2 separate regions of the Macaca mulatta genome follow, and region 1 is linked to region 2. The links are chromatin contacts, called in public Hi-C maps. All regions are on one chromosome and are shown on one strand. Each heading gives the region's core, a stretch centred on a gene start, on an enhancer-like site or on the middle of the called end of the contact. The rest is flanking DNA. Distances are from core to core; before and after follow the strand shown. Region 1 holds the start of DDN (dendrin). Region 2 holds the start of RND1 (Rho family GTPase 1).

The links. A called contact is a pair of places that touch in the nucleus more often than the background predicts.
Region 1: a Hi-C map of fetal cortex germinal zone shows a contact between it and region 2, with 2.6 times the contacts expected there. The contact joins the promoter of DDN here to the promoter of RND1 in region 2. A contact is called at or near these places in 6 of 14 Hi-C or Micro-C datasets (blood, cortical neurons, fetal cortex germinal zone and 3 more).

Annotation. Positions count from the first base shown.
Region 1 is chr11:56,165,678-56,168,377 of T2T-MMU8v2.0, forward strand. DDN (dendrin) reads right to left here and starts at 1,294. Exons shown (of 3, transcript XM_077954028.1): 1 at 1,216-1,294.
Region 2 is chr11:56,023,321-56,026,020 of T2T-MMU8v2.0, forward strand. It overlaps RND1 (Rho family GTPase 1), which reads right to left and starts at 1,434. Exons shown (of 5, transcript XM_015151588.3): 1 at 1,185-1,434; 2 at 315-402. The coding sequence starts at 1,304.

The sequences.
Region 1 (2,700 bases), core at 44-2,543, 140 kb after region 2:
GTTGGGGTGCAGGAGGGGCTGGCCCACGGCTGGGGGGCTATTTTTAGCGGCAGTGGCTGTTCGGGTGCAGAGATGAGATGAGTAACCAGCTCCCATGCGGTGGAGAGAGGAGGCGGTGGCTTTCACCAAGCTTTGTGCGACTCTGAGGGAGAGCTGCCTTCCCTAAGCTCAAAAAGGGTGACCCCTACACCCGTATCTCCTCGCCAGCTCAGTGCTGCAGCCTAGGATTGCTGGTACAGCAGGACACAGGCGTGTGCCTTGGCCACCCAAGCTGCCCTACCAGTCCCATTCTACGTTTGTCCTTGGGCAGCCAGGGAGCCCTCCCACAGCAGCAGGCTTTCACCTCCAATTTAGAAGCAGGATTTGGGGGTTATATTGTTCTGTGCCCACACAGCCTGCCCAGCTTTATGGAGGACAGAGTAAGTGCTTATGCACTCTCACCCTTCCAGAGGGGGATGGAGGAGAGATGGTGTGTTTGCTTGGCAAAACTAATCCCCTAGCAACTGAAATGATAAAAGTGGCCTTTTTTTTTTTTTTCCCCAATGTAGAGCTCCCCCTCACCACAACAATTGCCTAGTTCACTCAGCCCCCACCTGAAGTGGTGCTCCAGATGCTCACCTTTGGGCTGCCTCTGTCCTGGGGGGCTGTTGCTTACATCCACATGATCCCTCCTCCTAAGCTTATACCAGGTGTCCCCTGATTCACCATGGTAATGTTAGTGGCAGCACAGCCCACGCCAACCCTTCCATGCAGAGACTTAGCAACCATGCCTGGCAACCATGGCAGCAGCCTCAGTGGAGGGGAGGGGTGCAGAGAGGGGAAAGAGAGTGTGTGTGTGGCAATGGTTCCTCGGGAAGAAGGGATAATTTGCCTCTGGAGAGGAATAGGTAAGAATAGAAGCTTGTGAGTCTCCCAAATTTTATCCCTTGTCTCTCCCTCAGCTTCATCCTCACACTGAGACTGATAGGTTGGGTTTTAGGGGCAAATCAGAGAAGCAAGAGTTCCCAATTAGTTTTCCACTAATGTACATGGAGCCCTTTGGGTCCAGACCCTTCCTTTTAAGGGGATGGGGAACAACCAGAAAGGTTGTCGTGGGGCAGAGACTGACTGACTAACAGCTCAACAAAACCAGGCCTCTGCTCCCTAACACAAACCTTTAGAGAGAATGCAAACATTCCCTGTCCCATCCACCCTACCCCCCTTGATTCCACACACCTGCCAGCTGCACCGATGACTTGACTCGAAGGTGCTTCCTTCCACCCTAGGTCCCACTAGAATCCTGAGGCTTTTTAAAGCCCCTGCCTCCTCCCTAGGCAAATCTTCCTTAATGAGGGAATGTGACATAAGAGGCCATCTGTCCTTTCCACCATGTACTTACCCTCCCCACACATAAACATACTCTAATTCTAATAACTTGGAAGCCTTCCTCCCCCAAGTTTGAGAATGTGCTGTGAGAGCTGTAAAGGGGTGAAGGCTGAAGCAGGGGCTCCTCTACAGTCATGATGCAACACTGAAAGCAGAGCTCTGATGAGGGCCACCTTCTTTTTTTAAAATAAGCTTCCTCAGGTCGAATCTGATGAGGGCCTTGATGCTTTTCCCTGTGTTCCATCGGGAAGCCTAGTTTGGAGAACCCAGTATGCCGTGGCTGGAGGGTCATCAGAGGGGTTAGGCACTGTCAGGGAAGGGGTTAGCAGCACTGTGGGGGAAGGGGCAAGCAATGACTCTGAAATTGCTCCTGGTTTGGATAGGAAACTGTATCATACCTGTAAGGCAGGGGTTAGCTGGCACCCAAATTTAGCTCATACTCCAGTCTAGCAGTTCTGGTGTTGGGTGCTGACTGCTGTTTGGGTCTACATGGTTTCAGTACAGGGAATGGATCTGATGGAGTGACCAGTGCCCTGCTGTTCTCCCACCATCCAGCTCTGTCTCACCTTGGAAGAAAGGCAAGGGATTTGCAGGTTTAAAGATAGTGCCAACGGGGTACGGTGGCTCATGCCTATAATCCCAGCACTTTGGGAGGCTGTGGTAGGTGGATCACAAAGTCAGGAGTTTGCGACCAGCCTGGCCAATATGGGTGAAACTCTGTCTTTACTAAAAAATACAAAAATTAGCCAGGTGTGGTGGTGCGCGCCTGTAATCCCAGCTACTCAGGAGGCTGAGGCAGGAGAATCGCTTGAACCTAGGAGGCAGAGGTTGCAGTGAGCTGAGACTGCGCCACTGCACTCCAACCTGGGCAACAGAGCGAGATTCCATCTCAAAAAAAAAAAAAAAAAAAAATAGTGCCAACTCAGCAAAAGCCAAACAGTCCAACCTTCCTTAAGAAAAGCTGATAATGGTGGCAGGATTCTCTGCCCAAAGGAGACCCTCAAGTCTGTCTACTCTTGGGAGTAGACACTAACACTGTTACAGGATTTTCCTTGGGTACCAGCCATGATTCAGGCAGAGGGGAAAGTGAGATAGAAAGGAGGAACCACAGGGTAAGGAGTAGTTGTGAAAGAATTAGAAGTCGGAAGTCTACTGTAGCAGTAAAGACTGTTTGGGTTCAAATCCTAGCTCCATTTTTTTTTTTACTAGCTGTGTGGTCTTGGGTTAGTTACCCAGCCTCTCTGTGCCTCCATTTTTTAAAATCTGTAAAAAACTGGAATAGTGTCTACTATTGTTCTGAGGATTAGTTAATATATGTAAAGCACTGAGAATGAT
Region 2 (2,700 bases), core at 184-2,683:
AAGGAAAAGGAGAAGTCCTGTTTTACTGCCCTCCCACCCCAGGAATATTCATGGATCCCTTCACCTCACCATCCCAGCCCTCTAAAGGGTGGAACTAGACGCAGGGAAGAGAGTAGCTCCTGGGCTTCACCTACTCTGCACCCTTGGACCATGCAACTGAGTCGACCAACTGTCACCCTTCCCCACAACTAAGGAGTCTTCAGATTCTCTTCTTTCACTTCTCCCCACCAAAGGGGAAAACAACTTCTAGAAGACAGCAGCTACACAGCAGACCAGTGGGGGTGGGAAAGGGGCATTTGGAGCCGAATTCTTACCTGAGGTATCCCAGAGACTAAGCTCCACCCTCTGTTCCTCTGTCTCCAAACAGGCTGTGTAATTTTCGAACACGGTGGGCACATAGGTCTGTGAAAAGAGAGGAAACATTCACCCCGGGCCCCCCTACCCTCAGATCCCCTGGTTAGTGCTGGCTACACACGCACTCACCAGAGAGACAGTAAAGTCACAGGAGACAAGAAACCAGAGGAGATGCCTGGGTCAGGAGGGAAGGGAATGTGGGGGACCGGGCACTTTGCTCTGTGGCAGTGAGAAATGTGAATGACACCCCCCACCACCACCACCGCACCAGGGGTAATCCCCTCATATCCTAGACGATTAGGGACACACAAACACACACACAGATTCTTCCCATCCCCAGATTTGTGTTTCCCAATTTGAGAGAGCCACAGGCCAAAGCCATTCCTAGCTCATCTCCTCTCAAACCCCTCCAGCATGGTGAACAGAGGGCTGCAGAAGCCTGCCTGGAGGCACTGGCAGAGAGCCTTTGAGGAGCAGGTGAGCGGATAGGCAGGGATTACGTCAAGAAGAAACCCCAGACTCTCAAATGCCTCCAGTGCCCTCTCCTGAGAGCAGACTCCAGGGACGCAGGAAGGTGGAGGGGATCTGATGGGGCCTTTGGGTGAAGAGGTGAGGAGGAGCCAGCGGGGCGGCAGAAGTGGAACAGGTCTCAGGGGAAGCTAAGGCAGGGCAGTCCTCCAGCCAAAAAGCAGCGGAGGATGGGAAAGCCTCAGAAAGCGGCTGAGGATGGGCTGGGGCTAGGGGAGCCACGTCTCCTGGGCAGGTGGAAATCTACCCCAAGTCGGGCTGGTAGGGAGAAAAGCCGGCCAGCGGGCGGGCGGGCAGCTCACCTCCGGATAGCAATCCTTCGCTAACACTTGTAACATCGCGGTCTTCCCACACTGCACGTCCCCGACCAGAACGAGCTTACATCTGGCCACGACTGGCTGGGGGGCCCGTCTCTCTTTCATGGTTGCAGTGTCCGCGGGACTTGAATTTCGATTCAGAAGGGAGGGTTGCGCCAGGTGCGTCTCAGCACGCCAACCCAGCCGGATTCCCTGCCTCCCTCCAACTGTGGAGGAGGCCGGCACAGCCGCCTTTTATTTCTCTGGTTGAGCCAATCACAAGAGGAGGCGGACTCTGTTACGCCCAATCCCTGAGGTGGGATTCCCTCCAGCAGCCAATGGATCTGAGGATCTGAGTCAGCGCCCCCTTCCTCCCTTCCCTTTCTCTTAAAGCTGCACCTTTGCTTCCCCCAGAAAGGGGATTCCCACGTTGTTCTGCATTTGTATTAGGAAGAGGAAAGGGTACTGGAAGCAAAATGAAATGATCTGGAGTGTCTACCAATAAGTGTCAAAAAAACAAACTAGCTATGGAAGCAGGAAGTGAGGTCAGGCTGGAGTTGCAGGGACTGTCCCGGGTGGGTTAGAAGAGCAGGACCTGCTTAGACTATAGACAGGTGCGTGTGTGTGTTGGAGGAGTGGGGGGTGGGGGAGGTGGCCCAGAGCTTCTCTGACATTTTTTTTTCTTTTTTTTTTTCCTTACATCTTTTGTTTTAAGTAGAGACAGGGGTCTCACCATGTTGCCCAGGCTGGTCTTGAATCTCTGGGCTCAAGCAATCCGCCTGTCTCAGCCTCCCAAAGTGCTGGGATTACAGACATGAGCCACAGCATCTGGCCTGATGTCTGACTTTTTTGTTTTTTCTAACTCCCATCCAAACTAGTTCTTGCTTCCCCTTATTTCCCTTCCCAATATCAGCTCCTGCTGTACCTCTTTTATTTTTATTTTTATTTGTGTGTTTATTTATTCATTCATTTTGAGATGGAGTATCGCTCTTGTTGCCCAGGCTGGAGTGCAATGGCGCGATCTCAGCTCACTGCAACCTCCACCTCCCTGGTTGAAGCAATTCTCCTGCCTCAGCCTCCTGAGGAGCTGGGATTACAGGCACCCACCTCGATGCCCTGCTAATTTTTGTATTTTTGGTAGAGACGGGGTTTCTCCATGTTGGTCAGGCTGGTCTCAAGCTCCCGACCTCAGGTAATCCGCCCGCCTTGGCCTCCCAAAGTGCTGGGATTATAGATGTGAGTCACCATGCCTGCCTGGCCAGTGCCCGCTTTAAAGCCTTCTCTTCTTCAAGAATCACCTTCGCCACCAAAAAGAGAGACAGAGAGAGAGAGAAAGAAAGAAAGAAAAGAAAGAAAGAAAGAAAGCTTTCTAGAGTCATCCAGAAAAAAACACACAGCACCTGACCCAGTGATGGGTAGAGAGAAATGAGGGACTCTGGCAAGTGGGGATGGGAGAGAGGAAGAAGACAAAGCAAACACACTCACTGTTTGGCCAGACAGCCTCTCACCCATGCCTAGCAGG